2 separate regions of the Rattus norvegicus genome follow, and region 1 is linked to region 2. Evidence: chromatin contacts called from public Hi-C data. All regions are on one chromosome and are shown on one strand. The core of a region is the stretch at or near the end of the contact, and the rest is flanking DNA. Distances in the headings are between cores, read along the strand shown.

Evidence for each region. A called contact is a pair of places that touch in the nucleus more often than the background predicts.
Region 1: a contact with region 2 is called in a Hi-C map of kidney, with 7 times the contacts expected there. The contact joins the promoter of Ccr4 here to the enhancer-like site in region 2. A contact is called at or near these places in 11 of 12 Hi-C or Micro-C datasets (the A7r5 cell line, the Rat2 cell line, Schwann cells and 7 more).

Annotation. Positions count from the first base shown.
Region 1 is chr8:123,058,049-123,063,120 of GRCr8, reverse strand. Ccr4 (C-C motif chemokine receptor 4) reads left to right here and starts at 2,877. Exons shown (of 2, transcript NM_133532.3): 1 at 2,877-2,923.
Region 2 is chr8:122,976,660-122,981,766 of GRCr8, reverse strand. Glb1 (galactosidase, beta 1) reads right to left here. Exons shown (of 16, transcript NM_001108192.2): 2 at 2,964-3,133. Among named protein-coding and RNA genes, the nearest start is that of Glb1, 15 kb to the right of the region's middle. Within about 2 kb of position 3,341, at least 3 of the 93 cell types and tissues checked have an H3K27ac peak or open chromatin away from gene starts, as enhancers often do. A contact at or near this core is called in hepatocytes and kidney, where this site is marked.

The sequences.
Region 1 (5,072 bases), core at 1,628-4,127, 82 kb before region 2:
GTGCCAGGGGGCTCCTGGAGGGGTGAGGGGGCGGGCTTCTTCTTCCTATGCACTGCTCCTGTATGTAGCCTGAAGCATTTATCTACTTCGGGTCTTTGCTGTTGGAGTCAGTCCTTGTTATACCAGGGGTCGCTGCAGCTCCATCCATGTTGGACACATGGTGGTGTGTGTGGGGCAGGCTTTTTGTTGAGTTTTGCTCCTTTCTCAGCAATCAAGTCTAAGTGTCTACAAAAATGTCAAGAGCAGGATTGTAGGTTCAACTGTGTCTGCCAATCTTCCCCCTCTGGCTTCCTGTTTCTTCATATATGATCTGGATATTGTGAAAAATTTTACTACTTTTATATGTATTTATTATTATTATTTTCTCTTTTTTTCAGAGCTGGGGACTGAACCCAGGGCCTTGCGCTTGCTAGGCAAGCGCTCTACCACTGAGCTAAATCCCCAACCCCCCCCCTTTTTTTTTAGGTTTATTCATTTATTATATATAAGTACACTGTAGCTGTCTTCAGACACACCAGAAGAGGGCATCAGATCTCTTTACAGATGGTTGTGAGCCACCATGTGGTTGCTGGGAATTGAACTCAGGACCTCTAGAAGAGCAGTCAGGGCTCTTAACTGCTGAGCCATCTCTCCAGCCCTGTATTTATTATTAAATCTTATTCTTGGTCAATTTCTTCTTTTAAATGGTGCCATCTTTTTTAAAGGATTTATTTATTTATTTAAAGTACAGTAGCCTTCAGACACACCAGAAGAGGGCATCAGATCTCATTACAGAGGGTTGTGAGCCACCATGTGGCTCCTGAGAATTGAACTCAGGACCTCTGGAAGAGCAGTCAGTGCTCTTAACCACTGAGCCATCTCTCCAGCCCTCTTCTCTCTCTTTTTTTTTTTTCTTCCTTCGGAGCTGGGGACCGAACCCAGGGCCTTGCGCTTCCTAGGCAAGCGCTCTACCGCTGAGTTAATCCCCAAACCCGTCAATTTCATGTGTTACACAATGCTTTCCCGTTCCCTGCTCAATCCTGGTTTTGATTTTTAGTTTATTGTTGCTTTTTTTTTTTTAAGATTTATTTATTTTTAGTCAAGTGTAGTCGTGGTGCACACCTTTAATCCCAGCACTTTGGAAGCGGAGGCAAGACAGAAACCTAAATTTCAAGACAGCGGAAGCTACATAGTAAGACCTTGTCTCAAACTTCAGGCCTCGTGTCCCAGAAAAATGACTGTTCATTTATCCTCGTTCGTATGAGGCTTTGGCCTGCACATATGTAAGTGTACCGTGTGTGCAGTGGCCAGCCCCCTAGAACTGGAGTTACAGACACTGGGGTACAGAGAACTGAGAGCAGGTCAGTTCTCTTAGCCACACAGCTCTCTCTCCAGGCCCTGATGTTTAGTTTGAAATCCTCCCGGGGGAAGATCTTGTGCTTCTTCAGGATTGTGTTGGCACTATGACTGACCGCTGGTTATCGCTAGGGTAGTAACAGCCCTCCCGTCTCACAAGCCTGAAAGCTGCTCTAGGTCTCAAGACCGACTCATGGTCCACCCCGCAGCTCGGTCAGTCCAGTTTTCTATCTGTTTGCATGGATGGAGGTTTTGTCTCCATGCGCATTGCTGTATCGCTTTTGCGCCACGGCCAGGAGAGGGCAGCAGATCGCCTTTGCGCCACGGCCAGGAGAGGGCAGCAGATCCTCTGGAATCGGAGTTACCGGTACTGTTCATCCCCTTATTGAATCAAAGGGGCTGACAGAGTCGCCTTCTAAGCCAGGCACACAGACCAACCTTCCCCTCCTCTGCCTGTGTTTGATGTTGTTGGTTTTTCGTTTGCTTTTTGCTTGTTTTGTTGTTGGTTGCTTTGTTTTCTTTCTTTTTCTTTTCGGTTTTGGTCCTCTCCCAGAGCTGAAGATCAAATCCAGGACCTTGTACTTACATTTTTTTTTTTTTTTAAAACAACTGTGTGATCCTGGGGACTGAACCGAGGACTTTGATCATACTAAGCAAATCCTCTGCCTCTGCGCTCTGTCCCTAACCCACAACACATACATTTTACAAGTTGAAAAGCTTTAAGGATTTTCTTTTCTTTTTTTTCTTTTTTTTTTTTTTTTTTTGGTTCTTTTTTTCAGAGCTGGGGACCGAACCCAGGGCCTTGAGCTTCCTAGGTAAGCGCTCTACCACTGAGCTAAATCCCCAGCCCCAGGATTTTCTTTTCTTTTCTTTGCTTTTTTTTTCTTTTTTTTTCTTTTTTTTAGAGCTGGGGACCAAACCCAGGGCCTTGCGCTTGCTAGGCAAGCGCTCTACCACTGAGCTAAATCCCCAACCCCAGGATTTTCTTTTTATTCTCCCTACATGCTCCTTCCCTCCACCTTCTTCCCACCTCCCACCCCCAGTCCCCTGTCCCTTCTTCTTTGAGGCAGGCTCACATGTAGCCCAGGTTAGCCTTAAACATGCTATGTAGCCAAGGATGACCTTGGGCTCTTGATCCTCCTACCTCTACCCTCTACCACTCGAGTGCTGGGATTATAGTCTGCACCACTGCAAACACACCCCCCCTTTTCATTTTTTTCTTACTTTTTTTTTTTTTTTTTTTTTGGTTCTTTTTTTCGGAGCTGGGGACCGAACCCAGGGCCTTGCGCTTCCTAGGTAAGCGCTCTACCACTGAGCTAAATCCCCAGCCCCCATTTTTTTCTTTCTTACCACAGAAGAAATTATACTAGCCTAGCTTTGAGTTTGGGGAAATGAGTCACTCAGGGTTTTTTTTTTTTTTTTTCTTTCTTCCTTTCTTCTACCTTTTGTCAAGCAGCCCCATAAGGGTGAGGGAAGAATTGGTATGTCCCAGTGTCACAGGAAGTCACCCTTCAAAGCACCTGTGCTGCTTCTAGGATCCTGGCATTTCTTCACAGACTGTCCTCAGGACCACTTTCAGAAGAGCAAGGTAGGTGCAGACAGGGCCATTTGCAGGCAGGATCCGTGGTTATGCTGCTGCAGGTGTGTGTGGCTGCAGGGACCATGGACAGGTGGCCTGGCTAGCGCCACACTCGGGATTTGTTTGTTTTTTGTTTTTTTTTTTTTCTTGTAAATTTATTTCATGTGTAAGAATGTTTTGCAGGCATATATGAAAGTGCCCATGTGTGGGTCTGTGCCTGGGGAGGTCGTAAGAAGAGGGTCTGGGATCTCCTGGAACTGAGGTTACGGATGGTTGTGAGCCACCAACACAGGTGCTAGAAATTGAAGTCACGTCCTCTCCAAGAGCAACCTTAGCCACTGAGCCATCTCTCCTGATGCACACTCAGGCTTCTTTTTTTTTTTTTTTTTTTTTTTTTTTTTTTGGTTCTTTTTTTTTCAGAGCTGGGGACTGAACCCAGGGCCTTGCGCTTCCTAGGCAAGCGCTCTACCACTGAGCTAAATCCCCAACCCCTCACACTCAGGCTTCTTAACCTTAATCGTGCTCACTGGCCTCTACCTCGGAGTTCACACACTTCCTACCTGTCTGCATGCAGCCTAAGGCTCCATCAACCAGGCAACCACTTGGACTCGGCTCACACCCTCGACTCTGACCGGGGTTGCAAACCTTTCCGCTTGTTCCAGCAAGCCAAGAAATATCACATGCATGGGAATTAGGGAATTCTACCGAACTTATTTGCATACATTAATTTTCTTTTGAAAAGTATTTTATTACATTTCTTTTTTTTTTTGGTTCTTTTTTTTTTTTTTTTTTTTTTTTTTTTTTTTTTTTTTCGGAGCTGGGGACCGAACCCAGGGCCTTGAGCTTCCTAGGCAAGCGCTCTACCACTGAGCTAAATCCCCAACCCCTTATTACATTTCTTTATGTAGTGCACTGTGTGTGTCTGTGTGTGTGTGTCTGTGTGCATGTATGTGTGTGTGTATGTGTGTTTGTATATGTGTGTTGTGCATGTATGTGTATGTATGTGTGTGTATGTGTGTGTGTATGCGTGTATTTGTATATATGTGTGTGTATGTGTGCATGTGTGTGTGTGTGTGTGTTTACATGCATACTAAGGGTGCCTGTGTGGTGGTCAACGGATGATTTGGAAGAGTCTGGTTTTTTTTTTTTTTTTTTACCATGTGAAACCAGGGGATTAAACTCAAGCTTGATGCAGATGTCTGCATTGGTCGAGCATCTTTTTGGCCTCTTGGTTTTGAGAGTCTGACACAGTGTAGGCCTCAGACTCATTGTGTTGCTGAGGCTGGCCTTGAGCTTCTGGTCTAAAGCCTCTGCCTCCCAAGTGCTGGCTATCGGCACGAGCCAGTAGGCTGGGCTATCCTTTTGGTTTGCGTGTTCGTTCTTCTGAGCCCATCTTCATCTACATTCCTCCGTTTTACTTCGTTTTCCCCCTTTATATCTCACCAGTAAAATAATAGCCACACAAGACAGTGGGTAGTCTTTGACAAGCTTCTTGGGACACCCTCCCATACAACAAGTCTTCATCATACCTTTCTAGGAAAAACAAATATGTCTTTTGAGAAATACCAGGGACTGGGGAGACCACTCAGTGGGCAAAAGCATTTATAGCATAAGCATATAACCTGAGAACTCCAGCAGGCGAGCAAAAGCGGGGTGCAGCCCTGCGCGGTAGAGATGAGCAAATGGTATGTCCCTTGGCCAGCCTGTCTACCCAAAACAGAGAGTTCTGGGTTTGCTATTGAGACTGGGCCTCAAAAAGCAAGGTAGAGAGTGATAGTGAAAGACGCCTCTGGTCTCCATAAACACAGGCACAGCTGGATGTACATCTACACAGATGTGTGCACATGTGTATAACACATACACATACACACAGGAACAGTAGAACGTTCAGTGTGCAGAACTGAAGATATGGGGAGAGATTAGATGTAAATGACTGAACAAAGTGAGAAGGGTTTATCAGGGACTAGGGTGCCACAGAGACAGACATCAGGAAGCAAGCAGGGTGGCCCTGGGTCAGAAAATCGCTCATGCCGCATGGCCCAGGTGAGTATGTGAGTAACTGTAAAAAAGTTTTCACATGTGTGTCCATGATTTATTTATTCATTTCTAGACTTGATCATCTACCTGTGTCTGTCTATTTGAGACATGGTTTCTCTGT
Region 2 (5,107 bases), core at 2,092-4,591:
AAGCCTCACCCTAGGAGTTCAATCTGGGAACCCATATAGTGTAAGCAGAGTGCTGGCTTCTACAGGTTGTCTTCTGTCCTCCATACACATGCTGCACTCATGCACACACATGCACACACACATGCACACACACGGTACACACATGCACACACACATGCACACACAAGGTACACACATGCACATACACATGCACACACATGCACACACACATGGTACACACATGCACACACACATGGTACAGTCAGCTCAGGCAAGTACCTGGATGGGAGTCACTGAGCTTGACAAGGAGCAGGAGGCCGAGGCTGGCCTCTGTATGTCATGCTGGAGATGGTCCAGCAGGGCCACTCTCATTCACTCTCTCTTGCTTCCTGACTGGTGGCATGGTGGGGGACGGGGGAGGTCAACCTGTGGGTTTTTGTTTGTTTATTTTTGTCTGTGGTCTGGCAGGATTACAGATGATGCTCCTCACACACAGAACTGCTCTGAGGACACGAATGAGTTACCAGCGTTATCTGCCCAGGCGGATTTATTTCAGATGGCTTCCTGGTCAATTCTGTACACCTCTCCTTTGGCTTCACTTTATACCCAGCAGGTTTGACACCTTGAGAATCGGACACCGTCCTTGAGCATACCAGGTACCCGCTCTAATTCGGAACCCCAAAACAGGCCTCTGAGAACAATTCCATAAAAACTGTGACAGAAAAAAAAAATCTCCCAGCACACCGAAAACTTTAATAAGTGCACGAACTCTAATTATCATGCTAAAGGAATATGAGATATTTATTTAAAAAAAATAAAGGTTAAACTGAACACAGTGGCACTTGGGAAGTACAGGCAGAAAGGTAAGAGTTAAGTGGCTAGCCTGGGGTCACAGTAAATTTGAGGGTAGCCTGGGCTACATGAGCGTCTACTTGAAAAATAAACAAAGAAATAGCTGTCACAGCGGCATTTACCTTTAACCCCGGCACCCAGGGGACACAGGCAGGTGGGCCTCTATGAGTTTAAGCCTGGTCTACAAAGAGAGTTCCAGGACAGCCAGAGGACAAAGAGAAGCTCTCTCTCAAAAAAACAAACACTTAAAAAGTAAGAATAAGCCAGGCATGGTGCTTACCTGTCACATAATCTTAGTATTCAGGAGGCTGAGGCAGGATTGTGGGTTCTAGATTAGCCTGAGCTACAATAGAGAGATCCTATCTCCTTTAAAAGAGGCAGCGTGTGTCTGTGTGTGTCTGTGTGTGTGTGAGTGTGTGTCTGTGTGTGTCTGTGTGTGTGTGAGTGTCTGTGTGTGTGAGGTGTGTGTCTGTGTGTGTCTGTGTGTATCTGTCTGTTTGTGTGTCTGTGTGTGTGAGGTGTGTGTGAGTGTGTGTGAGGTGTGTGTCTGTGTGTGTGGCTGTGTGTGTCTGTGTGTGTCAGTGTCTGTGTGAGGTGTGTGTCTGTGTGTGTCTGTGTGTGTCTGTGTGTGTCTGTGTGTGAGGTGTGTGTCTGTGTGTGTGAGGTGTGTGTCTGTGTGTGTGTGAGTGTGTGTGTGTCTGTGTGTGTGTGTCTGTGTGTGTCTGTGTGTGTGTGTGTGTGTCTGTGTGAGTGTGAGTGTGTGTGTGTGTGTGTGTGTGTGTGTGTGTGTGTGTGTGATGGCTCCTCAGCGGTTAAGCTCACTTAACACTTTTTCAGAGAATTTAGGTTTGGTTCCTAACCACATGGCCACTCACAACTGTCTGAAACTACAGTTCCAGGAGATATGCCTCCCTCTTCTGGACTCTGAGGGCATTGCATGCGCATGATATATAGACATACATGTTATATGAATATAACATTATATGTCTATATGTACATCTATAACAAGAAACAAAAAAAAAATCCCACCCAGTCTAGAGTACTACATAGCCCTGTGGTAATGTTCTTGCCCAACATGTGCGAAAGCCTGAGTTTGGCTCTCAGCACTGAAAACAAAGCCACAGGTAAACCTCCAACCTACAAGAAGACAAAAGACTTTCATCAGGGATACCAGGCCAGGAAATGGAATGAGCCAAACTGAACCGCCTTCCCCAGCTCTGGTGAAGACACACACACACGCGCCCATTCCCCGTCACTCTCGGCACAAAAGCCTGGTTGATGAGCCCCACAAGCACCATCCTTCCTCATACGGACCATCCAGGGTGAGCCACGGCCCACCGGAACTCTGTGTTAGCAACTGTGAGTGAACTGGGATCCAGAATAAATGGGGAATCCCCTAGATTTCTACCAAACCCACTAAAGCTTTCTCACCCTTTATCTTTTAAGACGTTATCGGTAATTCACACTGGCTCTGCAAAATCCAGTGATCACTCTCCCACAGTCACCTCACAGAGTCAGAGGATTCTGGAACATGCCTGTTGATGTGAACCTATATCCTGGCTCAAAAAATTAACCCGGTAAGATGAGCTGGGTTCCAAAAACCTAAGCACAAGACTTACTTCCTCACATCAAAAGCAGCCACACTCCATACCTCCTCCCATTCGGCTCCTCACTGGACCTTGGACCAACGACATGGCCTTGGCATAAATGTAAGTTTCATGAGCTATGACCTTTATTAGCGTATTGTGTGTGCTTGCGGGCAGACATGCACACGCACACATGTAGATCAGACAACACCCCGTAGGACTCTGTTCTCTTCTACCGTGTAGGTTCCCAGGATCGAAATCAGCCTGTCAGGCTTGGCAGCAGACACCTGTGCCTTCTAAGCCATTCCCTGCCCTCCTACCTTCGCCTCTTCAAGCTGATTTCAACTTCATGGTTTCTGAGGATAAAGTTCAAGTGAAAAGTGCTTCGCTATCTTTAAGAAGGCCAGACAGGCTCCTAATGAGTCCCTACCGGGTGTACACAGAGCTCTCTCCTACTTCCGAGCAACACAATAGCTAGAATGGAAGAAATAAAGTTAGGCGTGGGTATTGGGGGAGGGGGGTCCTCAGGCAAATGTCCTTCCTTACGTCTGGATTGCATCCAGCCCAGCCATCTTCATCTTTAGCAGCCGGTCCTCCCAGTAGAATCGGGGTATCCGGAAGTAGTGAATGCTTCCCGAGATGTAGCGGAATGGCTGCCCATCCTTGAGGAAGCGGTCCCGTTTGTAGTCCAGCTCAAATGTCCTCTGGGAGACATTCTGCAGGGCAAGGAAGGGGCCAGGTGAGAATGTGAACCTTTACTTCAGAAGTGCAGCCCGGGGCAGATGCTTTTCTGTTTAAGTTACACAACGAGCAGACTTACTACGTTACACAATAACTGATACACAAGCCGCGGCTCTGCCCAGCCCAGGTGACTTGGCTACAGAGTAACTGAGGAGGCCACCCCCTCTTTGGCTCTGCTCCCAAAATCTGGAGCCTGCTGACATCCAGGAGCTGGGACTCCATCCACTGAGCTGTGTGTGAGGCGTAGAGGCACACACATCAGCTCAACAGCAATGTCCCCCGTTCGGATCACCAGGAATATAAAAAGCAGGGCAGACAGCCAGGATCAGGTGCTGGGGGTGGAGTGTCAGAGAAGTGGAGGAAAGAGGATCAGAAATCCAAGGCGATCCTTAGCTACATTCAGAATTTGAGGCCAGCCTGTGCTACAGGATTGCCTGTCTCAAACGCACGAATTAATAGAACCATGGGTCCCCATCCTAACTGCTGCTCTGAGTCCCAGAGTGACCTGGGCAAGTGTCCTCTCCGTCCCCACCTCTCACCTGTAACCGCTGGGGAATCAGAGGAAAGGAACTTTCAAACGGTATTCTTTCTGTTATTTTATCTCTGTCCCCTCCCAACCCCCTTTGGAGCTGAGGACTGAATCCAGGGCCTTGCTCTTGCTAGGCGCTCTACCACTGAGCCAAATCCCCAACCCCTTGAACCGTATTCTTGAAGCCGTAGGGTACAACTCAGTTCATGAGTCGAACTGATTGGGGCCCCGGGGGACGTAAATCAGCACCTATCTCAGGGACAGACAACAGCGAATCGCACCCAGCACAGTAAACTCCAACACGCCCGGTATACACCTTCACCGGCTGAAAGGTCAAAGAAAGGAACCCAGTTTGGGATTAGAAGCTGTTAAACAGCGTGGAACACTGCACCCTGGTGGACGAAGGCAGGTAGCAAGGGGAAGCAGGCACCCTCCAAACCAGGGTTATGGGAAGCCGGAGTTGGCACGTGCGCCTGGAAGTTTTCAGGGAAGGGGGGGCGGGGCCAGGTTCCACCAGCCTCATAGCTGACTGGCTGATCGCCACAGTATGGGCTAGAAAATGAGGTGTATATTCGCAGGTCTCCCCTCCTCCCCCTCGTTCCTGTGATCATTTGGATTCTCAAGCCACCTGCCCCCCAAGCCTTTGTTTCAGGTTCTGTTTCCAGAGGGAAATTAAGACAAGTGGTACCAGGAACGGCCTACGGTGACGAGTAACTTTGACTGTCTCCAAGAACAGAGACGGAAGGCTAAGTGTGGTGGTTGAGAGTGGTCCCCATGCCCTCGTATATTTGAATGCTTGGTCCCCAGCTGGTAGAACTCTTTAGAAAGGATGGGGAGGTGTGGCCTTGTTAGAGGAGGTGTGTCATTGGGGGGTGGCTTTCGAGGTTTTTTTTTTTTTTTTATTTACATCATGTATGTGAGTACACTATCGTTCTCTTCAGACACACCAGAAGAGGGCATCAGATCCCATTACAGATGGTTGTGAGCCACCATGTGGTTGCTGGGATTTGAACTCAGGACCTCTGGAAGAACAGTCAGTGCTCTGAGCCATCTCTCCAGTCCACCTTCAAGGGTTTCTAAAGCCCGAGCCATTCCTAATTACCTCTCTCTGCCTCGTGCTTGTGGCTCAGCTTCTGCCCTGGCACCATGTCCTCCTGCTTGCTGCCATGCTCCCCACCCCCACCCCCCACCCGACCCCCTGCCATGATCATGGACTCTAAGTAAGTCCCGCAATGAAATGTTTTAGAAGTTGCCTTGGTCATGGCGTCTCTTCATGGCAACAGAATAGTGACTAAGACAAAGGTATCTGTGAGGGAGTTCCCGGGGAGTTTTAAATGGTGGTGGGAGACCTACTCTGATTGTGGGCGTTACTATGCATGGGCTGGGAGCTACGGCTGAAGAAAAGAAACTAGGCCAATGA